Regions from separate parts of the Mus musculus genome. Here regions 2, 3, 4, 5, 6 and 7 are each linked to region 1. The links are chromatin contacts, called in public HiChIP or PLAC-seq and promoter capture Hi-C maps. All regions are on one chromosome and are shown on one strand. Each heading gives the region's core, a stretch centred on a gene start, on an enhancer-like site or on the middle of the called end of the contact. The rest is flanking DNA. Distances are from core to core; before and after follow the strand shown.

What was found. Promoter capture Hi-C pulls out the DNA fragments that hold promoters and counts their contacts. HiChIP or PLAC-seq counts read pairs in DNA pulled down with a chosen protein or histone mark. Capture Hi-C pulls out chosen DNA fragments and counts their contacts.
Region 2: a promoter capture Hi-C map of adipose tissue shows a contact between it and region 1, with 2.5 times the contacts expected there. The contact joins the promoter of Atg4c here to the promoter of Nfia in region 1. A contact is called at or near these places in 6 of 39 promoter capture datasets (the C10 cell line, embryonic stem cells, hippocampal neurons and 2 more), 1 of 115 datasets of contacts at active chromatin or transcription factors (embryonic stem cells) and 2 of 9 other capture datasets (adipose tissue and embryonic stem cells).
Region 3: a contact with region 1 is called in a promoter capture Hi-C map of cranial neural crest. The contact joins the promoter of Dock7 here to the promoter of Nfia in region 1. A contact is called at or near these places in 3 of 39 promoter capture datasets (the C10 cell line and cranial neural crest).
Region 4: a contact with region 1 is called in an H3K27ac HiChIP or PLAC-seq map of stem cell-derived neural progenitor cells, with 26 times the contacts expected there. The contact joins the enhancer-like site here to the promoter of Nfia in region 1. A contact is called at or near these places in 5 of 39 promoter capture datasets (cranial neural crest, hippocampal neurons, maxillary cranial neural crest and 2 more), 5 of 484 Hi-C or Micro-C datasets (cerebellar granule neurons, cortical neurons, stem cell-derived neural progenitor cells and 2 more) and 10 of 115 datasets of contacts at active chromatin or transcription factors (craniofacial prominence, embryonic forebrain, embryonic limb bud and 5 more).
Region 5: a contact with region 1 is called in an H3K4me3 HiChIP or PLAC-seq map of neural progenitor cells, with 30 times the contacts expected there. The contact joins the enhancer-like site here to the promoter of Nfia in region 1. A contact is called at or near these places in 3 of 39 promoter capture datasets (hippocampal neurons, pre-B cells and second pharyngeal arch cranial neural crest), 3 of 484 Hi-C or Micro-C datasets (cerebellar granule neurons, stem cell-derived neural progenitor cells and stem cell-derived neural stem cells) and 10 of 115 datasets of contacts at active chromatin or transcription factors (craniofacial prominence, embryonic forebrain, embryonic hindbrain and 6 more).
Region 6: a contact with region 1 is called in a promoter capture Hi-C map of embryonic stem cells. The contact joins the promoter of Kank4 here to the promoter of Nfia in region 1. A contact is called at or near these places in 2 of 39 promoter capture datasets (cranial neural crest and embryonic stem cells) and 1 of 115 datasets of contacts at active chromatin or transcription factors (embryonic stem cells).
Region 7: a promoter capture Hi-C map of pre-B cells shows a contact between it and region 1. The contact joins the promoter of Usp1 here to the promoter of Nfia in region 1. A contact is called at or near these places in 10 of 39 promoter capture datasets (the 3T3-L1 cell line, the C10 cell line, cranial neural crest and 6 more), 4 of 484 Hi-C or Micro-C datasets (B cells, CD4 T cells, embryonic stem cells and 1 more), 5 of 115 datasets of contacts at active chromatin or transcription factors (astrocytes, embryonic forebrain, embryonic stem cells and 2 more) and 2 of 9 other capture datasets (adipose tissue and liver).

The regions. Positions count from the first base shown.
Region 1 is chr4:97,775,809-97,779,130 of GRCm38.p6, forward strand. Nfia (nuclear factor I/A) reads left to right here and starts at 1,818. Exons shown (of 11, transcript NM_010905.3): 1 at 1,818-2,186. The coding sequence starts at 2,160. It overlaps Gm38709 (a long non-coding RNA gene), which reads right to left and starts at 1,615. Exons shown (of 5, transcript XR_003955232.1): 1 at 1,221-1,615; 2 at 318-415; 3 at 1-5.
Region 2 is chr4:99,191,715-99,195,183 of GRCm38.p6, forward strand. It overlaps Atg4c (autophagy related 4C, cysteine peptidase), which reads left to right and starts at 2,220. Exons shown (of 11, transcript NM_175029.3): 1 at 2,220-2,738.
Region 3 is chr4:99,119,238-99,122,439 of GRCm38.p6, forward strand. It overlaps Dock7 (dedicator of cytokinesis 7), which reads right to left and starts at 1,688. Exons shown (of 50, transcript NM_001369286.1): 1 at 1,488-1,688. The coding sequence starts at 1,525.
Region 4 is chr4:96,696,396-96,699,621 of GRCm38.p6, forward strand. No RefSeq gene overlaps it. Among named protein-coding and RNA genes, the nearest start is that of Cyp2j5, 34 kb to the left of the region's middle. Within about 2 kb of position 1,661, at least 47 of the 459 cell types and tissues checked have an H3K27ac peak or open chromatin away from gene starts, as enhancers often do. A contact at or near this core is called in cortical neurons, embryonic forebrain, forebrain and 4 more, where this site is marked.
Region 5 is chr4:96,718,354-96,721,789 of GRCm38.p6, forward strand. No RefSeq gene overlaps it. Among named protein-coding and RNA genes, the nearest start is that of Cyp2j5, 56 kb to the left of the region's middle. Within about 2 kb of position 1,413, at least 60 of the 459 cell types and tissues checked have an H3K27ac peak or open chromatin away from gene starts, as enhancers often do. A contact at or near this core is called in embryonic limb bud, forebrain, neural progenitor cells and 3 more, where this site is marked.
Region 6 is chr4:98,816,246-98,819,684 of GRCm38.p6, forward strand. It overlaps Kank4 (KN motif and ankyrin repeat domains 4), which reads right to left and starts at 1,292. Exons shown (of 10, transcript NM_172872.3): 1 at 1,181-1,292. It overlaps I0C0044D17Rik (RIKEN cDNA I0C0044D17 gene), which reads right to left. Exons shown (of 3, transcript NR_151512.1): 3 at 2,230-3,439.
Region 7 is chr4:98,922,184-98,925,453 of GRCm38.p6, forward strand. Usp1 (ubiquitin specific peptidase 1) reads left to right here and starts at 1,627. Exons shown (of 9, transcript NM_001301414.1): 1 at 1,627-2,060.

The DNA of each region.
Region 1 (3,322 bases), core at 568-3,067:
CCTTCCTGAAAGCCACAAGGAACCAAGGAAAAGCAGTTGCTTAGTTTGGGAAAATGGACGTTCTAACTAAAGGTTGAAGCTATTACTTTCCTTCAATCCTTAATATGTAATCGGAATAATATGGATTCCAAGAATATTCAAGAGCAGGGGGTGGGAATCAGGGGGAGAAGAATGGATTCTTGAGCATTAGCCCTAAACGGACTAGAGAACAAACAAACTTTAGACTGCCGGCTGTCTCAGCAGAACATTATATTTGGCCTTTTCTAGTAGCAGGCTTACCCACCTAGAAAAAAAAATCTGAATGAAAGTGATCATACCCCCTCACTTTCTTCTGTCGGGTGGGCATGCCTGCAGACTCTAGTCCTGTCATCTCCACCAGGGAGCGGATTCCCAGTCTGTGTGCCAGCGTCGGAATCTGGGGAGTTTTAAAGAAGGGTAGGTAAATACAGAAGGCTGCAAAACTTCAGGAGGGAGAGGAGGAGGAGAAAATGAGAGTTTGGAGGAGACAGGTATACTTTTTCCCCCTCTAGAAGAAAAGAGAGTCTAGAGAGAAAGTGTTGAGTTTTTTTTTTTTTAAGGAAGAAAGAAAGAAAGAAAGAAAGAAAGAGAGAAAGAAAGAGAGAAAGAAAGAAAGAAAAGAAAGAGGGAAGGAAGGAGGGAAGGACAGAAGAAAAAGAAAGCTGGAAGAGCAGGCTTGTTGGCAATGTGCCAAACCCTAAAACCACCCCCCCCCCTTCTGCCAAAACAATACTTTAGCAAACCTAAAATAATTGCAGGAAGCTCTTTTCCATCTTGAGAACTATTACCTGGGGAAGGGAAAAGTTGGGATCCACAAAGACGCACCCTTGAAGAGTGTGTCTGGGGAACAGGGACTCAGATGTTAGTCCTGGGCTCCCATTTGGGGATACAAACATATCTCTTTCCTAAGGGGGCAACCCTTTCACAGTTTTCCTTCTCAGTATACAGAAAAATGTCCCAGCTAAACCACTGTTGTTTCTGACGTGACAGAACTTTTTTGGGCGTTTGTGTTTAAACCCACCAGCTCCTGGGTTCTGGGAGAGAAGAGCGTTCGCTCATGACTCTCCTCCTTGCTTTCTCCAGACACCTCCTCCCCCGCAATCTGGGGAATCTTTGGGGTGATCTTCCTATCCCCCCCACCCCCAGATTCTGACTGCTATAGAGTCGTAGCTGAAAAGTTAGCAGGCTTTTGTGCATATTACCTCTCCCGACGATACTATTCCCATAGAAAGCTTCGCAGGAGAGATTACAATGCTTTTGAGCTTTACCGCATTTCAGAGGAAGGGAGGAAAAGTTACCTAGAAGGTCTGATTTTTTACAAGAAATTTGCATACATGCAAATGTAACGCGCGCCCTTCTCTGGGGTTCCTAGGGAGCCCAACCCGCGGCCCACGGGGGTGCGGGGCGCCCCGACAAAGTTGCCCCAATCCTCTCCCGACGTCCGCGGAGGGCTGCGGCGCGGGTGGGGGGATGGGGAGGAGGAAAAGTAGTTTTGTTTGCTTAAGCACATCCTGTGGCAGCCTATAGCCGCCCGGAGGACACGCTGAAAAAACCGCTCCGCGCCGCGTTCCCGGGGACCGCGCCGAGCGGGGCGGGGGGCGGGGGGCCGCGGGAGGCAGCGAGCGCGGAGCGAGCGGCGGGCGGGCGGGCGGCCCTGCAGGCTGGGGACCGGTGTCAGCGCCGCAGCCGCCCCTCCCCCACCCGGCTCCCCCCCACCCCGCCCCCCCACCCCCACCCCACCCCACCCCCACACCCCCGCGGCGGCGGCGCGAGCGGGCGGCGGCCGTGCGGTGCGGTGCAGAACGCGGCGCAGGCGGGCGCGCGGGCAGCTCGCGGGCACCCGGCCGGCCGGCGCGGGAGCGGGAAAGGGTGCGCTATGCCTTTAACGCCCGCGTACAGTAGACAGTATAGTGGAGTGTAGGGAAACTCTAGGCGGGGTTAAAGTTCAGCGCGTGGAGCGGCAAGAGCGCTGGCTGCTGCAGTTGAGCCGAGTTGGAAATGTGAACGCAAGAAGCAGGCTTGATTTTTTATTCCTCCCCCCCTCCTAGCTCTCTCCTCCTCTCTCTCCCTCTCGCACCCACACTCACGCACACCTCCAGCCCGCACACAGACGTGCACGCACCCCCCGCCGCCCGGCAGTTATGTATTCTCCGCTCTGTCTCACCCAGGTAAGCAGCTGCGGGGGCGCGGGGCGGCCGTGTGCCTCGGCGGGAGCCGTGTCTGCGCGTGTTTCTGTGTGTGCGCGCGCGTGTGCGGGGGGGGGGGCTGCAGCTTTAAGAAAGTAACTTTGTTTCCATGCGGGTGCATTCCTCCTGCTCGGCCATTTGTGTGGGCACATGGCTAATGGCGCCCTCTTATTAATGCGTTAATTAATATCGGGGCGCCGGACTGCGGAGCTCCGCCGGGGCTTGCGGGCGCCCCGCACGTGTGTCCGCGGCTGCAGCCCCTGACACGCTGCAATCTGGACTCTGGCGGCTGCGGCGCGGAGCGCGGTGCCCGCGATTCCTCCGCTCCAGGGAGGGGCGGCTGAGCCCCGCAAGCCCCGCACGCCGGCTGCACCCGGGGCGCCCTGGCTGCCGGGGTCCTCCCGCGCCGCCGCGCCCCCCGCCGACGCCCCGAACTCTTACTTTTGTTTTGTGCCAGCTTTGCGGGCCGGCCCGGGCAGCGCCCCTCGGACGCGGCGGGCGGGCAGTGCTAGCCTTAGTCCGTGGGCTGCGGAGACGCACTCCCCGCGCCGGCCCGGGACCTTGCTGTCCTTGCCTCCTGCCCGCGACCCCCAGGCGAAAGTTTCGGGGTCTGGCGAGCCCACGCCGCGGAGGCCACAGAGCCGCCAAGGCCGCGGGTCGGGCCGGGCTGGGCCGCTGCGGGCGGAGTGGGACTCCGGCTCGAGGGCGAGCGGCGGCCAGGGCCCGAGTCGGCTGCCCCGCCGCCGCCGCCGCCTAGGCAAGCCCCGGGCGGCTCAGCCAGCAGGACCCGGCAACTTTCCCTGCAGCCCCACTCGCGGCGTGGGGCCTGGTGCCCCTCCGCCTGCCCCTCCTGCCCGAGCCTCCCAGCCCATCCCTCCCGGTCGAGTCTGCACCAGCAGCAAGGAAACACTGCTATTTTGCGGCTCCGGATCTGGTCCCGTTTGAATATATTATTTATTTTCTCTGACTAAAAGGCATAAAGTCAGAGTGATTTGCGCTAATTTTTCTCTTTAAGTACGAGTCTTTATATGGCTTTAAAACATTGCACCCTGGCCAGTAATCACCTACATGAAGTTATATGCTTCCAGCACAAGGTTTCTTCACGACTCCCTCAAAAC
Region 2 (3,469 bases), core at 970-3,469, 1.4 Mb after region 1:
TCAGCTAATAAAGGGTTACAATTTAACAAATGTTTGATTGCGCAGTCAAGTTTATATACACTTTTTTTAACTTTGTAAAAGCGGAAGCTCTCTTCTCTGCCCTTTCCCCTTGACATTTCTCCTAATTATCTCCTAATTATCAACTCTACCCCTGCTCCAGGAACAGCTAATAAGTGCTTTGTCCCTAATCTGTTGAAATGAGCAGTCTGTCCAGTTTTGACTCTTATGTATATGGCAAGTGGCTGAAGTAGACAAAGACACATTTACAGGCAAGACTACTGCTGGGAGCTGCAGCTCTAAGAATCTCTAAAAAGCAGTCTGTTACATAAATTATGTACTTTTAAACCCCTCTTCCTTTACACAATTGAACATTAAAACTGCTTTAGAACCATGTCTACCAGAAATGAAGCATATTTCAAAAGCTTCCTTAATATCACTGTAACTTAGTGTTTATTTACCACAAACACCAGTGAATCCCATTCCCCCTAACTATAGTTCATCAGCATTCCCACCCAGTCACTACTGGAAATGTTCTCTCCCACTGCAATTCCAGTTTGGTGCATGAGTATGAAAAGCAGCAGACTCTTTTCCATGATCATAGATTTTAAATATTTACTTGCTTGTACTGCATAATTTAGCACACTGGAGTCGGAAAGGGGTTTATATGGTAGTGGATTCCTTGCCAGTGTTAGAGAATAGAAAGTCCCTCTGTGACTCCCTTGTGAGACTGTAAAAATGTAAGGCATTACCGTTTCCTTTTCTAACCAATTAAAAAGTTTGTTTTACCATAAATCTGCAGAAAGCCTCTGCTTGTGGTATACATATAATATACCATACTTTTCTATAGTTAGCATATAAATCCAAGCCTCGGTTCTCATGGTTTGTTAATATAGTATGACAAAAAATTAAAATACAGCCATTCTGGTAGCACATGTGTGATGGTAAATCTCGGTGGTCAGTTTGACTACATCTAGAATTAATTCAGACCAAAGCTGCTGGGTACTGTAGTGAGGAGTTTTCTTAATCAGATTATTTGAAGAAGAAAGACCCACTCTAAATTTAGACCACATTTTTTTGGTAGCAGTCCAAATAAAAAAAAGGAAGGAAACTGTTCTACATCCATTTGCCCCACCTTTGCTGGCAAGTTTATTTGTCCAGTTGCTGCCAGTACTAAATCCAATTTCTTTGGAATTGAAATGAAGACAGTGCTCCAGGAATCTTCCAGGATCCAAGTGCCAGAATGGGATTTCTGAGACCTGTAGCCTCATGGACCAATTACCAGAGTCTTGGCCTTTTCAGTGTGAGACAGCCATTGTTGAACTACCTGGACCACATCCTGTAAGCAAGTCTAATATACACTCCTCTTATCAGTTCTGCTTCTTAGAGAACCCTCATACAAGTCCTTATAGAAGTTATGAGAAGGACAGCTTGTGAGATCTGTGCTATCTCCTCTCCAAGTCATCAGAAAGTGTTCTGCATTTCAAAATATGAAACAAACTATCCAAGCAGACAAAGGAGCAGATACCTTGTTATCTATGCTAATAAATGACCCTCTTGTTGTCTTGTTATACCCCTGTCCGGCCCATGTGACTGGTGAATAAATTGCTCTAGTAATTAATTCTAGGCAACTGTTTTCATGAGACTAACATGAAATAACTTTCCCAGCGTCCTAGCACAGATCTCTTATTCCAACACTAGGGGATTGAGAGAAGATAATGAGTTCTGGGTCAGTCTGGCTGTATTGCAAGTCCCTATCTTCAAATAAAACGCCACTCAATTCTAATCGTGAAACAGTTAAAATTCAAAGAACATATTTTGTATTCCAGAAGGCGTTCATTCTCTCGATGTTTAACTGTTTAACTGTCTGGTAGCAGAGATTGTTGATTTTTTTCCCCCTTGTAGTTTCTGCTCTTATTTCTTATGTATTGCTCCAACAGTCTGCGTTACTGAAAACAATATATTAGTAGAATTACATGTTGACATCATTTAGTATATCTCTCCCGATTTTTTTTTTAAAGGCAGGTCCTGTACTGTAATTCTTAACATGAATCTGAATGTGAAAACTGAATGCTCCACCAGGATGTAATCAATACCCCATACCACAGCTTGCCTTGGAGTAGACAGACTGTTAGTCTTTTAATCCAAGTGGGCTTGGTTTTAAGGACCCAGAGCTCTGTGCATGCTGGATCTTGTAGTCCCGAAACCGCAGACGCTCACCGTGCGTGGCGGGTAGTAGCTGAAGTCCAGTAGTTACAGTTACGAGGGACAGCTGTAAATCTAACTTGGGCCTGCCCCTCACAAATGAACTGCTCTAGGCTCTGAGCTTGCAGCCCGGGAGCTTAGGGTCTCCGACAGGGCTTCCTGCAGGACCGCGGCCTGCGGAGGCTTCGGTGTGCTGTGCTACGGTGGCCGCGCGGGGCCGCGGGCCGCACGTCCTGCGGTGCGTACGCGCTGTTCGGAGCGGCTGCTGGAGCCGACGCGCGTCTGGTGTGGGGACTCCTGCGCGGCTGTACAGTTATCCAGTCCCGTGTCGCCGAGGGGTCGGCTCGAGGCTGGCGGAGTGGAGAAGGTTGGAGCTTGGTGTTTGTAGTCTACGAATGGCCGGTTCTGGGGGCGGCCCTGCCCTTGGTGCAGACCCGTGGCCAACCGTCTGGGTTCCTGGAGGGTTTTGGAGCCTCTCTCGATTCTGCTTCCTCCTGAGGGTTATCTTCTGACGACTCCTCCTCGCCCTTTGAACTGTAAGCCTTCCAGTGGCCGGCTGTTCTACCCTTCTTGACCAGGAAAGGTTTTCTCCCTAGCCGCCGTATCCCATTGACTCTTCCTTGTTTCTCTTCATTTAAAACAAAAAGAGTGTATGTGTGGGAAATGTTAGATCTCAATCTGTCCGTCTGTAGCCCCGTTGCCCCTTTCGTTGTTTGAAACCGCAATCTGTAGCATTATATACCCTGGCTGTGCTAATAACGCTGACTTCATAGACCGGCTTTTGCTCATTCTCACATGCCCACCCACATCTGAGGGTTATTGAAGTTGGAAACTCAGACTACAATCTTCCGTGCGATGACCCGACATCACTGGGTCAGCTCAGCATAACTCTGCTTGAGTTTATTTTCTTAGGGTTTTTGTCGTATATTTTTGTTATCTTTATTGATTACTTTTCCACACGAGGTTCATTGCGACCTCGGGGCTAAGACTGTATTATTTTATAGCTTTTTAATCTTTGAATTACTTAGGTGAAGATTTCCTTCTGTTTGTTTACCTTTTCTGACCTTACATTCCCTTGGGAGTTTGGAATTGATTTTGTGTCAGTTGATAGCAGATAGACACAAAGGAGTGATCTTTCCTGCCTGCTGCTTGTGGCTTTTAATTAGATTATGAGTCTTTGGAAGTGCCCAGAGGGATTGGAAAGGTTTTGAAATGTATTTTCGGAGTTTCAAATGATAAAGCTTTTATTTTTCCAACTAGGGAAGAG
Region 3 (3,202 bases), core at 438-2,937, 1.3 Mb after region 1:
CTCTTCCTCAACTTCCACTCGCAATCACTCATCACTGCCATGTCTACCTAAACGTCTCCTGCAACAGCACAGGCTTCATTTCCCTGCCTTGATTTTGTAACTTCCAAGGCTAGCCTGACTCACGTTTGAGGCTGCTTTCCACAACAGAGTCTGTTTTCTGTCTTGAGACTAGTTCCATCTGATATCTCCATTCACAGAGAAGAGGCACTATCTATATTTCATACCTTACCCTCAAGGGTGTACTTACTTTATGAGATATAAACTCTAAGATCTATTTAAAAGAATTGTACAAAATGTGTCCTTTAATGGCATGCCTTAAGACCCCAAAACAAAAACTCATACTTTCCAATCCCAATTACAAATGTTCAATGATAATATGGACAATGCACTATTAAGTGCTTTATAAAAAAAATGACCATTTAAAATTCACGACAACCCAATAAGCTAGATACCATTATTACCATTTTTCAGATGAGACAACTAACATGCAAGAGAATTTCAACAACCTGGTGAAGGTCCCGATTTTAAAAACACTCAGTATTGTAATTTATCTTAGTCTACCAGTAGCACCCATATTCCTAAGAACTTATTTAAGAAGAATATGAAATACATATTTTAAAACTCAAAAAGGGTTCATTTACATCTGATCTTAGCCAAAGACAGAGATGCAATGAGATGTTAGTTTTAAATGGGAAAAAAAAAAAAGTGTCCCAAAAGCCTTAACATTGTGGGGGTCCGGAAACTAATAAAAGCTTTTCTCCAACATATCCAAAAACCTTCTACAAATATCAACAAGCTAAAAAGATTCAGAACCACAGAAATATATACAGCCATCACAAAATTTCATCTGAATGTTGCCTTTCTTTAAGCCTAAGTCGCAGAAATAAGGCTTTAATGAGACAACAAACAAACAATGCCTAGTTCCTTATCCATAAGTACATCCCATAGCTAAATTCTACAAACATCCTTCCATTTTTTTATCTGGACAGGGAGGTAAACTGCTGGGGAACCTTATCCTCGGTGGGTGGTTTACTCCTAGGCCCACGCATAAAGCCCAGTGCGGGTCGGGTCATCCATCTTCCTCTGGGGCCAGAGAAAGAACGCCCACCGAGCCCACGGGTAAGTGGGGTGCTCCCATGTCCCGCAGCCCATAACTTTGCACTGCGGCCTCAGTGTGCCTGTGCAGGCGTGGGTGCGGAGCCGCTGGGGCGGGCGGGGCGTCCGGGGTGCTGTCAGCGGTGGCGACGGGTGCGTGAGCGCCGTGGCCTCCACGCCAGTTCCTTTTGTTGGGGCGCCCGGAGCCGGGGCGTGGGCGTGGAGCGCCGGGGAGGACGCGACTGCGGACACAAAGAACCGCCGAGCTGCCGCACGCCCTGCGGGCCTGGCGGGGCGCGGACTGCAGGCCCGGGACCGCGCGGCAAGGCCCGTGGGCCGCGCCACACCCACCCTCGCACCCCGGGGGCCCGGCCGGGCTCCCCGCCGCGTACCTGCTGATCTTCTGAGCGAAGGCGCGGCGCTCCGCCATGGCTGCGGCGGCGCGGGGCTGGACGCGGGGCTGGACGCGGGGCTGGGCGGCCTCCTCCTCCTCGCGCTCCCGTTCGCGCTCCCTCCCGCGCGCTCGCCCGTCGGCTCTCCGGACCCCACCGCGAGGCTGGGCCGGCCGCTGGAGCGCGGAACCAGGGTACCGTAATGCGCCGAGGAGGCGCGCACGAGGAACCTCTCTCTGCCCCCGCCCCCGCCACCCCCCTTCGCCTCGCGCGCCAATCCCGGCTGGAGGCCGGGCTGGAAGGCCGCCGGAGCCCGCGGGAGCTGATGCGACGCCGGGTGTGGAACCGGGCCGCGAGCCCTCGCTGCCCTGCCGCCACGACCGGGAAGACCCACGACGGGGCCGTGACCGTAGCCGCCGAACGCGCGCGGGGCTGTGCTTTCCCCAAAGGGAAGGTTAGGAAATGGAAAGGGCCTTGCGGCTTGGTTCCTGCAGCTCCTGACTCCAGGCAGTTTAAAGCACCTTTCTTGCACGCCCCGACCTCGTGAGTGGGGTCTAGCTGGAGAAACAATGGCTCTTCTTTGTAGAAAGAACTCTCCCACAAAGGTGGTGTGATAATCGCTGATTTGTGGTGCATGGCCAAGCTTACACGCATGATCTTACTTAATCTCCACAACAGCTCTTTGAAGTAGATTTAGCTCCATTTTAGAGAGAAAAAAATTGTCTCAGAGAAGCTGTGACTTGCCCTTGGTCACACATGGCAAGCTCCTCCCGTGAACGTGAGACCCAGAGCCCAGGCCCTTTTCTCCAAGAACAGTTATCCCTGTAAAGAATTCTCTTGTGAGTCCTTTACAGTTACTCTGGCATTCTCATTTCATATGTATGCGTACATGCATATCCATCAGATGAACTGTTTTCCATCCTTTTGATGTTCTATAAATAGAACCTGTGTCAGTCTTGTTCTAATGCATTGGGTTCTGAAATTGTGAAACTAAGAAAAATCCTTTGGCTTCTTGTGACACCTTCCCTCCTAAATGTTTTAAGAATTTAATATACCTTATTTGCAGTTACTAAATGTCCTCTGTATCCTTGTGGAGCGTGTTAGATTGTCTCTCACCATAGCGAAACCTTCAGCTTGAAGCCTGGTCACTTGCCCAGTCATACAGAACAGAAAGCACTCATTAAGTGGGTCCAGGACTTCCCGTCTGTACCCTAACCTGGGTTTGAACCAGGTGATTGGATGCCTTTAAAACACTGGTTTACGGTGAGGATAGCCCATTCGAGGTGGGTATATATTTAACATGTACTTAAATGCAGGTATGCTAGAGCCCAAATGTGAGCTAGCTGCGGTTCTGTTTTCAGAATATTTGAGTCCATGGGGAAAGATACAGCTGCTCCAAGTCTAACTTTGCTGTAACACTGTTCCAGACCTTTCCATTGTTCATGATAGAAACCCAGTTGCTTTCTGCCTCCTCCCCATGTGACCTTGAGCAAATTACTTAAACAACCGGAACAGTGTTACTTAGTTGCAAGCATAGTGTGAAGATGCACTGAATTCAAGGTCTAAGTGTGGGGTCTGGGCTGCAGTGGGTACCTACCTAGCTGCTACAGTTTCCTCGCAGGTGTTATCAATATCCATGGTATACTTGACTTTGTCCTTGGTGCTTCAGAGTCTCTGGATGGCTTGTCTGCTTTCATGCTCCCAGGCAGATGTTG
Region 4 (3,226 bases), core at 411-2,910, 1.1 Mb before region 1:
ACCTGGGTCTTACATCCTTAGCGAAGCTGGAAGAATGCTGAAGCTGAAGTAAGCTGTCAGTGAGGATTCCATAGCAGGCTGGGGCAGGGTCGGGTGGCATATTTATTGGTTGGCACAAGAAATAGCAGCGGTGGTCTGTAAGTTCCTGCTTGCTTCGGGACCTCTGCATGGTGTGATCACCCATCTCACACCAAGCTGGAAAGAGTTCCAAGCAGAAGCTCTGTTGTGAAGCCTGCTGTTTTTGGTCATCTTGCTTTGTTAATGAGATCAATGAGAGTTCTCTCTAGTTCTCTAAGTGATTCAGTCCTTTTCATAGATTTCCCTCTATGTCCACTTGAGGGCGCTGGAACCCACGTTACCGAGCCTCGCAAGAAACTTGCTCAGGGATGCTCTGAAGCCTTCCAAAGGGGCATGCTCCAGATGGTGGCAGGAACCCTGACAGCCTGTCTATCTATGAGAGTCTAAATGTGCTGACTCGCTGAAAGGGAAACCATAACTCCCACTTAGGAATCCCACAGCACGGGTTTGAGCCCATTTTAAAAGAGGCATTCACCAAGCTGGAGGGAGTGGATCGGTGGGAAATAATTGGAGGAGGGGACACCTACCCAGGGATCTGGCACTGGTTGGTCAGAGTGAAGACAGATTTGGGGAAGTGGGAGATGGCGCTGCCTTTCCGAAGGGCTTTTGTTTGGAAGAGGAACTAGCTTCATTTTATGTTTCCTGCGGCTGAACTGGAGCCTATAAACAGTATTCTCTTCTCAATAGAGAAGAACAAGGAAAGAGAGCCAGCAGCGTAGCTGAAGCAGCAAGCTGGGCTAAGACTGTTTCCAGCTCACCCATGGCCTGCTAATGACACCACCTTAGGGCTCGACAAGCCAGTAAACTAACCTTTAACTGTCTCCTAAACTCAGTCTTTGCATGAAGCAGTCTCAACAGTGTCTCCTGAGGATGGCTATGGCGACCCAATAATTTAAATAAAGTGTTCAGCATAGTGCCAAGCAATTTTACTTATCTCTATTTTCGAGAGCACAACTAAAAAATAAAAATGTATAACTGACCCTGAAGACCTATGGTGGACTCCCATTAAAGGTGGCTGGCTCTATGCACCCAAGAATCTGTAATTGATAAGTGTTCCTACTCCTGCTTTGCAAAGGGGGCTAAAGCAGTGCTCAGAGAGCCTAAGAGATTTGCCAAAGTCTCCAGACTCTGAGGTAGGCAGGCTGAAAGCCCAAGCCTGGTTTGTGTCTTCCTGTGGCCCCAAGCCAGGACACGCCACTGCCTGTCTGTGTCAATGCTAGGTCTTCACCCAGAGGCCCCTAGGTCTGGTGAGCTTTTGGCGGGTTTATTCATCATACACAATGGCGCAGGGGCACATATGTTGCGCTGGCAAGGCTGGGCATATTTTCCAATGTCGGGGAAAGCAGTGGATGAATGAATAATACAGGCAGAGAGATCAACAGAAGGGGCAAAAGGAGGCCAGGGCCATATCAGCTCCCCTGCCCCCAGCAGGGCAGCAGAAGGCGCAGCTGGCGAGCTGCAGACTGGTGCTCCAGTCCAATCATCTTGCCGCTGGATTTTTGCACAGCTTTCCTTCCCCATTCTTTCTCGGTTTTGACACTTGTGATTATTACCAATCCTGGTGGCGCTGACGCACAGAGTGCAATGGTTACCATGGCATGCTTAATAGCGAGAGCAGATGTTTGGCAGGGGAGCACCATGCATTCTAAATACACAAGGCGAAAGTCGGTGGAGGGCGTAATTGATTTGCTGACTGCAGTGGGAAGCCAGCCCATGCCTGCTCAGGGCCAGGGCACCCTACCACACATCCTTGCTTTAACACTGCACAGTCTCATCATCAGCTGACCTCTGGTAGGCCCCTGGCTTTCCATGTTATCAATTCCCACCTGCTCGCTTGTCTTCTGCAGTACTTAACACCTGCAGCCTCCCAAACAAGCTGTGTCTGGTCTGTCTCCCGTCTGGGCTTGGCACAGCTGTTCCTACAGCTCAAGACGAGGTTCCTTTGTCTGCTGAGCAACACCCATGCAGACCCCAATTCTCAACTCAATCCTCTGTGTGTCTTGGTTATATCTGAATCGCTGAAACTGCTTGCTTTCTTCGTGGAATTTACTGCTGTGTTGTAGCTTGCTTGACTTCTCTCTGGGTAGAATGGTAGTTTCTTGAGGTCAGGAACTATGATATCTGTAAAAACAACAAGAGCAATAAATAAATAAATAAATAAATAAATAAATAAATAAATAAATAAATAAAACACTTGACTTTAATTTAAAGGGGGAAATGACACCAAATTAAACTTTCATTCATTACCATCAGGATCGAGTTTCTTGCGAAACGCTGTATAACCGGTAGCAACACCAAGTGGTGGCCATGGACGCACCCCCTCCCTGTACACAGGCTAGTTATCTGTATGCACAGAACCATTTTCTATTCCCCAGCTTCTCCTAGAAATCTGCAGTCCTTCTCTCATCCACCTCTAGGTTTTCCAATCTCATCTGCCAGTGAAGACGCTTCTTGATCATTACGCAGTTTCTTTGGCATACCCTCCCAAACATGTGTGCCCACTTCTTGCTTCTGCTTCCCCAACACCTCGTGCTAATTGCTTTCTCATTGCTCTGACAAAATACCCTGACAGAAGCAACTTCAAGGAGGAAGGGCTCACTTTTGCTTGCAGTCCAAGAAGAATATAGCCAATCATGACAGAGAGGCATGGTAGTAGGTTTGGTGGCAGGAACAGGATAGCTATAGTCTCATTGCACTCAGGCTTAGGATAGAGTGAGCAGGAAAATGGGGCCAGTCTTAAGTCCCAGTCCAATGGCTCACTTTCTGTGGCAATGCTCTTCGTCCTTTTTCTTTAACAGCATCATCAGCTGAGGGTCAAATATATGAAACATGAGCCTATAGAGGACATTTCACATTCAAATCAGAAGGTCCATCCCTATCGCTTCTCGGCCTTTTGGCTAAGATCAAGTGTAGAAGGTCCATCCCTGAAACTTCTTCAGTCCAATGTCAAAGGTCCCTATAGTCCCAGGAAAATCCCAGCACTGTTCAAACATCCAAAGTTTCATCAAAAACCCAAGGCAGTCTCTCAACTGTGACTTCCTCTGCCATTTATTTTTTAAGAATTGCATACTTCCAACATACATTAGCAGAGTATAGATTCCCACTCCATAGGAAGGAATGGGACACAGTAATGAAAGGTAGAGCCAAA
Region 5 (3,436 bases), core at 163-2,662, 1.1 Mb before region 1:
GTCAACACTGTAGGAGAGAAGCAAGATTCCCATTTTCCTTCCCCCTATCCCTTCTTCTTTTCTGCCAATAAAGGACAGGCACAGGGAGCAGAGTCATCAATCTACATTCTCAATGTCCACAGGGAAAAGAGAGATGGATTTTGGAAGAACAAATTGGACTTGTCTGAGAGAACACATAGTGAAGAGTCACATCTCAGAAGGTGTCCAAGCCCAAGGAAGCCCAAGGAATCTCTGCTTAGAGCTGGCTCCTTGAAAGCAGAAAATGAGCTTCAGTTATAATCTTCTGGGGATTGGCTAACTAACCAGAACTTTGGAATTCTGATGAGACAGATTCTCAGTCTAAATCTCCCTTTGCAAGAACAGAAAACTGTGTGGGATAGTAGTGTGTGGGCTTTAGGGATTGGTACCAAGTGCCAATTGCTCTTTACAAGATAAATCTCCCTTGGCCTTTGTCAGAGCTCAATCTGCCTATGAATTTTCCTGGACTCTATCCTCAGAAGCACCATCTGCTAGTGATTGTCCTACCATCTGACCACTTACCCTTTGTCAATTGCCCTCTTCTGGGCAACCCCACTACCAGTTGGAGTCTACCCATTGTCCATTTTGGAAAAACTGAGTCTGAAGAGCAACAAAACAGAAGGGGGAGAGGGAAACAATGCACTGTGTAAAGATCCAAGGCCAAGATGTGATGTGGGAAGGCCTGGAGTCTTTGCTCAGAACCTGGGGCGGGAGCATGTGGCCAAGCCAGAGCCATATTGTGTCCCAGGCAGCCTGATGGCTCCACAAATAATATTGATGCCTTTTGTTTGGAAACTTTTGAGGCAGCTTCCCACTTTCCAACAAGCCGTGGTAAATGCTGGGCCCTCCCCAAACCACTTTGCCTTTTGCATGGTTTCTGGCCAACTGCGCAGGCAGATGAGGCCCCTCAATGCTAATGAGGGAAAGGGCTGGCATTCCTGAGTCACCCAGCTCTGGGAAGCTCGCCTTTGTTGCTAAGGAGCATTGGAACTGTAGCTGAAAGGCTCATAAAGACAGAGAGGAGAGGGAGAAAAGAAAAGCACACACTTGTTTCCAGAACTTCACAGTTCCCTAGATGGCACCAAAGCTCTCCAGTTTCTGATCCCAATTAGAGTATCACCCCCATCTTTATTGTTCCTCTTAATGATCTTGGGAAATTCTTCAAGTTAGAAAACACTTAGCAAACTTTGGACTATTTTATCACTTTAGTTATGCTTTTGTGTCTGTGAACATACCACCTCCAGGTGGCTGAGAATGCCTTGTTACTGGCTCAGAGGGGTATGGAGCTGAGAGAAAGCAGCTGGGGTTTGCTAATGTTCATGTGTGGGCTCCATTCAGTAGGTGTTCACCAGTGACCCACATGGTCAAGGATCTGGGCATTGGTGCTGATGACAAAGTAGAAGAGGCTATGTTGGATTTGCTGCCAGTCTTGCTGGACAATGAGGCCATTCATACAGGGGTGTTGTACTAGTTGTTTGCTGCCAGTGTGGCCTACATAGCATTGCTGGACTTGGAATTTACACAACAGTTTTTCACTCCTGGCTTAGTCACTCTCACTAGGCCTGTTGGAACCAAAGTGATTTCAGTAGTACCCTGAGCTTCAGTTTTTTCAACAGTAGAATGGGCATAGTAATGCCAACCTATTTTGTAAAGTAAGAGAAGCAATTACAGGTGGGAGGATAATGTAAAAGGCAGTTTCTGCTGACCAGGAAAGCACTCTGAAAATGATCCAAACGCTAGTTTCAATATCTGGAAAAAAACTAATAATTAGGCCTGTTGTGAAGGGAAGAATTGTATAAAAATAGAGGATACTTGTTTCCTCTGTGGTACTTCTCTGTGGCATTCAAGATACACTGCTAAGCCATTGATGCAATATCTCATTTAATATGAATGGAATGGTGTTGCTCTACTAAAAAAGTGAGTTGCTCAAGGCTATATGGTATGAGAGAGTCTGATCCAGCTGAGAAAATGCCTCTATCCTTTATTCTCTTCATCTTTAAAGATGAAGTTTGTGATCCTTGGAAAGTTACTCTCTCTCTCTCTCTCTCTCTCTCTCTCTCTCTCTCTCTCTCTCTCTCTCTCTCTCTCTTACACACACACACACACACCACTGTATCATCTCTAAAAAGCTTACTGCATACTGTCACCCACTTAGGAAGGTCCTACTGCAGGAAGCTTATCAACCAACAGACACTGGTCTTTATTTCTCTATCTTTATTAGAATTCCACAGTGACACATAATGAGTATTCAATAAGCCACTATCTGAAAATAATAAAAAACAACAAATGCCACAATGACATTTTGAAGTGTAATGACATCATAGCATATTACTATTTATGTCAATTTGTTGGCTTCATAGCAGACCTCCTATAACCTCTACTGTCACATTGTTACCTTAATAAATAATCTTCTCTATGGATTTAAATTTTATTTCCTTAATTTTTACTCATATAAAAGTAATGAGTATACTCTCATGATATATATACAAGCAGACAGATAAGCATACAGACAACCTCCAAACCAAGATTCCCTTCTTGCCTAAATTCTAACCGTGCTGTGACCATGTAGTCTGACTTTATGAAGCATGACCCTAATTCAGAAACTTCACCCCTGCCTCTGAGGCCTCTTTGTGATTGTCCATGTATTCACCCCCTGCTTTGTTGACCATTGGTTATAAGTTCCCATTTCCCCTTGTCATTTGGAATTTGGGCCCAAGACCTTTCCTCTAAGGCATAAATCCCTGAAAGTAGTCCCTATGATACCATCATAGTTATAAATAAAGACTGTTTTATTGTTCTTTTAAAAAATGTATATTTTATTAATTCTTTGAGAATTTTATACAACATATTTTGATCATATTTGCCACAATTCTTTCTGTAATTCCTCACTGATCCATCTTTCCCCCATACTCTCCCACTTTTTTCTCCCTTTATTTCAAAACAAGTAATACAAAGACACACATACACACATGTACAAGTATATACACACATACACACTACACATATAGACACACATACATGCACTCACACAAACACACAAACATGCACACCACAAACACACACATGCATGTACACACATACATACTCATACACACAAACATGCACACCATGAACACACACATGCATATACACACATACATAATCATACACACAGACAAACATACACACATATATACAAACACATACATAATCATACACACAGACAAACACACACATACATACAAACAAATACACATACACACACACACACACACACACACACACACACACAATCTTGGGGTAAAGCTGTGAATGATTCAAAAGAAATTGTTACTTGGACCTAGAAGAACAAAATATATCTCAAAACTTGTTTCCATGTGGTAATGGCCTGATTCTCCGGTTTGTTTTTTTTGTTTGTTTGTTTGTTTGTTTTGTTGTT
Region 6 (3,439 bases), core at 42-2,541, 1.0 Mb after region 1:
TCTTGGTCATTGGACAGCAAGCTTCCTGAAGCCAGTGCACGGTTCTGTTTACCTTTGTATCTGAAAACCTTGCCTGATATCTGGTTCTGAACTTTTTTTGTGTGTGCTTTTTCTCTGGCTTTTACATCATTCCTACAACACACTGTCCCTGAGACACATCACGCCTCCTTGAGGTAGGAGGCTGGACTTTAAGGGCAATGCCAAAGTGGACCCCACTTCTGCTTCCTTGGGAAGCAACATGCTTTTCTGTGCCCTGTCTTGAGAAGCTAAGGAGCCCAATTTGGTTTACTCAGGTAGGTCCTCCGGGATTGCACTTTAAACTAGAGATGCCTTCTCTCTTGGCTGTAACCCCATCACTGGCTGCAGGTGATTCTCCCCTGGTCCTGTTTGCATAAGACTTTGCACAAGCCTCAGAGGACATCCTTGAAATGGAATAGCCTCTTTCTCCTGGAAAATGCCCACCCTGGTCTTACAAGTCTGTATCCCAGGATGCTTGGGAAGTAGTAGTCTGGTTTTCTGCAGCCCAGGGTAGCACGATGAGAGTAGGTTCCAGCCAAGCGTAGAATGCATGGACTTTTCAGCTCCTGTCTGTAACTGGTCAGTCTGCAGCGACAAAGTTCTGGGGTCAAAGATTTGACCTTAAAGAAGATGGGGAGGGGAGGAGAGCTAACCAAGAGGCACATGGGCTTGGCAAAGTATCCTCAGCCAGCGCCTAGCACACAGATGCAGGGCAGCCCTCCTCCCTCTGCCCAAGGTCGCATCCCATCATAGCTCTAGAAACTTCACCTAGGAGGAGGGAGGTGCGGGCTGGGGAACAGGCGCGATGTTTTGCAAAATGAAAGAGACTCGGCGATATTTAAGGTAGTCCTGTAAGCCAGCCGGGAGGCGCCCCCAGTCCCGTAAGCTGCATCCAGGACCGCAGCGTCCGTCTGAGGACAGCTGCGAGGGTCTGCACCACCTGAGTCTCAAGGACGACGAGATCCCCCTTCTACGGTCTCCCTAGTACCCAGAGCTGGAAAGCAAGAGCGGGTACCCTCCTTCCCCGACCCTCCGGACTCCCGGCTCAGGCTGCCGCAGCCTCTGCAGGGACGCGGCGCTAGCAGGGGTCGCGGAGCGCAGCGGGCGCAGCCTGGGTCGCGCGGGGCGTGTGTCCGGGGCGAGAGGACGCCAGACCACTTACCTTGGGGAACCGCGGGGTTCTGGCAGGAAGCGACCGCTGTGCAGGAGCAACGCGAGCTCCCACCCGGCTTCGGGGTGCACGCAGCTGCAGCTGCACGGTCTTCAGTGGCACGATCCTCCTTCCTCTGCACCGTCCGCGTCCGGCACGCACCGCGCGCCGCCGCACCCTGCTGTCCCGGGCGCGCACACCCTCCGGGCGCCCTCAGGTCGCCGGGCTGGGCCTGGAGCCGGGACGCACTAGCTGTGGGCACACCTACCGCGCCAGCTGCGGGACTGGGAGCGCAGGAGCCGGATCCTCGCCGCCGCCACCCGAGTCCCCGCCTTCCTGACGCGGCGCGGGCTTTGGTGTATAGGAAGGGGCAGAATTGCGACACCGAGGGGAGGGTCTTAGCCTTGGACAGAGTTAAGAAGAAAAACTTTTGGAAAAGAAACCAGAAAAGTCTCAGCCTGTGTAAGGCGCTTTCCAGATTTCCCCAGGGCTCCCCCGTGCGTTTTTCTAAGTTTGTCTAGACTCTGGAGTCTAGACGTTTCCGTCCCCACCATGGTGGAGAAACAGTATCAGACAGGGTAAGGGTAATAACTGCCCAAATCAGAACACGAACCAAGGCCTGACAACTGAGATCCTGTGAGCAGTGGGGTCCTAGCCCCAGTGTGGGGGTGTGAGAGTCGTTCACAACAGGACTTAGATGTCTCCTAAGCCATTTCCCTTCCAATTTCCTTCCAAATCCATGTTTCAGCTCCACATAAAAATCCGTCTTCTCTTCATACACCCATCTCCACAGCAGCTTTGTACCAATTAAAAGTTACTAAGCTTGAATGGACAGATAGCTAAGGACCACTTGGGCCAACACCTGGAAAGAGAAGTGGAGTGGTTTCTCCTAACCCCTCACAGAGAGGACCAACAGAAGGGGGAGGGAAGGAGATGGCAGCTGGCAGGTATCCAGAGTCCAGCTGTGACCTCCCCTGGCCCACCTTCCTAGAATCCATGCCCAGAAAGCAGCCCAAGGAGTTTTATTTTTGACATCGTGACCCAGATGGGACAGATAATTTGAATCAAGAGACATTTAATTTCCGTTTCGACAGAAACATAGTTATTAGGATGACTTCATTTCCACGAAGCTTTCATGATAGCAGTAACAAATGGGAATGATGGCCTCAGTGCTGGAGCCCAAATAGGAGTTGGGGGAGGGTCTGTGGCCCAAGGGAGAGCAGCCTCAGACTCTGCCTACTAAGGCCTGCTGGGTTATCCTCATCCGGTGAAAGGAAGGAATATGACAGGAGCGGCTCATTTTCCCAGAGAAGCCAGAAACCCAGACATTTAAGTGAGGTCTCTATTTTTTCCGACACCTCATTTTTAAAATGCCGCTCTTGCAGAGGACCCAGGTTTGATTCCCAGCGTTGGAATGATGGCTCACAACTGGTCACTTTAGTTTCAGCGTACCATACTCGTACTCTTCTGGCCTCCTGGTGCATTAGGCATGTATGTTCCTGGAGCACATACATAAACATACAATGCAGGTAAAATATTCAGACATATAAAATGAAAAGGAATGAATCTTACTTTAAAATGCTAAGCCCTAGCCAGGCAGTGGTGGCACATGTCTTTAATCCCAGCACTTGAGAAACAGAGGTAGGTGAATTTCTGAGTTCAAGGCCAGCCTGGTGTACAGAGTGAGTTCCAGGACAGCCAGGGCTACACAGAGAAACCCTGTCTTAGAAAACCAAAAATAAAATAAAATAAAATAAAATGCTAAGTCTTGTCCCTATAACCAGGTTAAGCTCCTGGACTTGTGCCTCATTGTCTGCATTTGGTTTTTGGCCTCTCAACATCCTTGTGCAACACAGCCAGTGTAGATCACTTACTCCTTCTGCTTCGGGTGTTCTGTGACTAGCCCAAGGTCACACAAGCTACTTGGCTGAGCTGGAACAGAACCCTGAGCATTCTAAGTCCCAGTCTTGGAACCTTCTGCACTCTCAGATACCTCGAAGAACTTGTTCCTTGATTTCTGGGCATTGTGAGCCTAATTAGGCGTGGGGCTGGCACTCGGGTGTGGAGGCCCAGCACCTTTGCTGAGAAGATGGAGGGCAGTGCCAGACTCTACTATCCTCGAAAGCAGCTCAGCCTGATGACTCAGAGGAGGAACCGTCTCCAGGGTAGCTCTGAGTCAGAGGAGTCACGGGCTGAACTGGGGCAGCCAGGGCTTCGGAGGCTCAGACCATCCAGAATGGACTGGGAGAATACACTAAGTAAACACACCCA
Region 7 (3,270 bases), core at 377-2,876, 1.1 Mb after region 1:
ACATACGCCCATTTCACTACAGTTCCTACCGTCGTACTTAGACTCCCTATTATCCAAGCATCCTGTCCTCATTTCCAACACCAAGCTTCTAAAGCTCCCGGTGCTATGGACACGTGTGATGTGCAGCTCATCTTCTCCCACAAATGGACCTCCCCTCCATGCCATTCAAAGTACACTTCCTGGAACTGTCTGCTGAAACGTCAGTCTTCATTATCCCATCGAAACGACCAAACGGTTACCTTTTTAAAAAAAATCTACCATTTACACTATTTCAAATCACCAGTTTAATTTCGGTCTTCAGTAGACTGTAGATCATGGAGTACATTCCCTTCGCTTGTTATCCCTACCATGCTGAAAATAGTTCAACAGGGCATTAAACAGGGCAACACACACGGAGGGCACTAAACAGGGCAACGCACACAGTGGGTACTAAACCGAGCAACACACACCGTGGCCATTCAACAGACCAACTCACGATGGGCATTAAACAGGGCAACGCACACAGTGGACATTTAAAAAACAACAAAAAAACCCCACTTGAACGGATTTGTACTGAGTTCTCATCAGCTGTAGTACCGCACTGTGAGATCATCTCACAAAAGACAGAGCATACAGAACCAAGCCCAAACCGGGTGAGGCTGTGCGGCTGCCTGTGGGTCATTCGGTACCGGCTCGCGCCAGAACCCGTTGAAGCTCCAGCCGCGAGACCAGCCTGAGAACTAAAACCCTTGTGCAGCCTGCGAGAGGGGAGAAGGACCCGAGGCTCCAAGGCGTTCGGCTGTGCACTGTCTAGCTAAGGCAGTGCTCATTCTTAACGCACAACTTGAGATAGGGTGGACCGCGGCTTCCTCGGTAAACTGGACGCCCAGCGGGCGCCGAGCAGCTAGCAAAGCGCATCAGCCATTTTCCGAGCGTCTTTGGTAACCCTTCCGGAGAGGGCACGCCAGGAGGGGGAAGAAAAAAAAAAAAAAAGAAAGAAAGAGGCGGGCCTGCACCGGGGCCTCGGCCCAGAAGCCACACCCTCCGGGCTCGCCACCTCCCCATGCTAACAAAACGGAAAGCGGAACCCTAACCTCGGCAGAGAAAGCGCGCACTGGAGCGCCAATGAGCTTGCAAAGAGCCGCTCCAGGGCGCCGTATGCTCTCCCGGGATTGGCTGGGCCTCGTTCCTTGTACTTTTTTTATTGGTCAGACTGTCTTCTCTGCCGGCTAATTGTTTTATTCGTATAGGTACTTTTTGATTGGCTCTTCCTGGTGGGGCGGAGGAATGAGGTTTTGGAAATTGTTCAGCCTGGATTGGCGCATTTGAGCACCTGAGGAAGGGGCTTGTCCCAGTCACTCCCTGTCCCATCTCCCGACCCGTAAGCTCCCTCCCCTTCAACTCGCGAGTGCTAATGTTTAAAAAGAATTAAAAAAAAAAAAAAAAAAAAAAAAAAAGAGGGCGTGAGCGAGCGAGTGAGCCTCCTGCGCGCCAGCCCGGCCTCCTGCGCAGCGCGCGCCTCTGCGAGGACCCGCGCGAGCTGCCCGTGCCGCTGCCTGCGCTGTTTAAACTGCAGAACCCGTTAGGCCCCGGGAGGAACTACCGTTCCAGCTGGTTCCGGAGCCGAGCGTGCCGGGGGCGAGGGGCGGTCGCGCGGCGGCTCGCGCCTTTCGCGCCTCTGCAACGTGGAGAGGAGAACCGGCACTTTCCGTGGACGCCACCTCCAGCCGCGACGCTGGCGCGGGCGGGGGTTCACTCGCGGGGGTCCTGAGACTGAGGAAAACGCGCCAAGTTCCCCCTCGGCGGCCGTGCGGGGACCCTGCGGCTCGGGAGCGCCGCCACCGCTGTGCGCCCGTAGCCTTCCCGGCCGGGCTGCGCCGGGGATGTAGTGGTGCCGCGGCGGGCAGGACCGAGCGGCGGCCCGGCTCCCGCTCCGCGGACGAATGGTCACTCCCCCGCGGGAGGCGCCCACCAGCGATCCCTCTCCCGGGACGGCGGCCGGGCTCACCTGTCGCGCCCGCACTCTGCCCGGCTGGTCTCCCCGGCGGCGGCGCCGCGGACTCGCGAAGGGCCATGACCGGGTAAGGAGCGCCCGGGGTTCAGGGCCCGGGGCTGCGCGGCAGGTGCTGACGGTGGGGAGGGCCCCTTAGGCTCGGGCTGCGCTGCGAGGGACTGCCGGCGGGCGCGGCGACCCCCGGGGTGGCACACCCAGGACCCAAGTGCCCCTCTGCCCACGCCTTTCGTAATGGGAGAGGCTGGCCGGGAGAAGAGATGTTTGTGATCGCAGTGTCCTGGGTCGGGGCTTGCGAAATTTTACCGCGCATTTTCTTGACTTACAGTTTCTCCAGAAGTGTGTACGGCGCCACGTGTCTTAACCCTGCGCCCAAGAGTTTGTTTTTATTGTTTCACGTTTTTCTTGAAAGAAGAGTTGAATCCTATCATTGTACACAGATTTGAAAAGTAGTGGGACTGAGGATTCACGGTGTCATTTGGTCAAGAAGACTTAGGGCTAAGTTCATTGTGCGAAGCTTGGGTTATAGTTCTGGAGAGGCTTTTTTGACTGAAAGCTCTGAGAAGGGACGTGGAGAACATAAGATTGGGCACCCGGGAAAGTGTCGCGCTCTTGGTGACCATCAGTGCTGGCTGGCTGTTTAGAGGGTCCCAGATTGGGTGGCTGGCCGAGATGACGGCCGCTGTTTGAGCTGGCTGATGACTTTTCTCTCACTGGCTCCCAGGAAGACACCTTTCCGGAGTCATTAGTGCTTGGGGGAAGTCTGACAGTTTTGCGAAGGCTGGTTTATCATTCCTAACAGGTCATTTCATCAAGAACATTTAAGGGGCCAAGAGACAAAAATTTAAGTTGCAGATAAGATGGGAAATTTTGCCAGTTGTCCAGTTTTTCCTGAGTTGGTTCCCAGAAATGGTTTCCCTGCAGTGTACAGTGAACTGGGGTGAAATGTTTAGGGGTAGAGTTTGAATCAATTTGTGTGTACCTCAACTACTTACTACTTGGGTACCTATATTTGAAACTCGTTCATATTTTTGGAATATTGGAATAGAAGGATTATCTTTCTTCTAGATGTTCCAAATAAAAAATAAATTTCTATAAAGTATCACAGGTATTGCCGTATCTCTCTTCCTCCCTCCCCCGCTCCCGTTTAAAGTTTTACCTTGAAACTTCTAGTCACATAGCTTAGAAACAATTGGAGCTGGGTGTAGCTTGGCCGTAGGACTTCCCACTGGGGAGAAGAGGCTGGCAGGTAGATTTTTGAGTTCCAGGCCAGCCAGGGC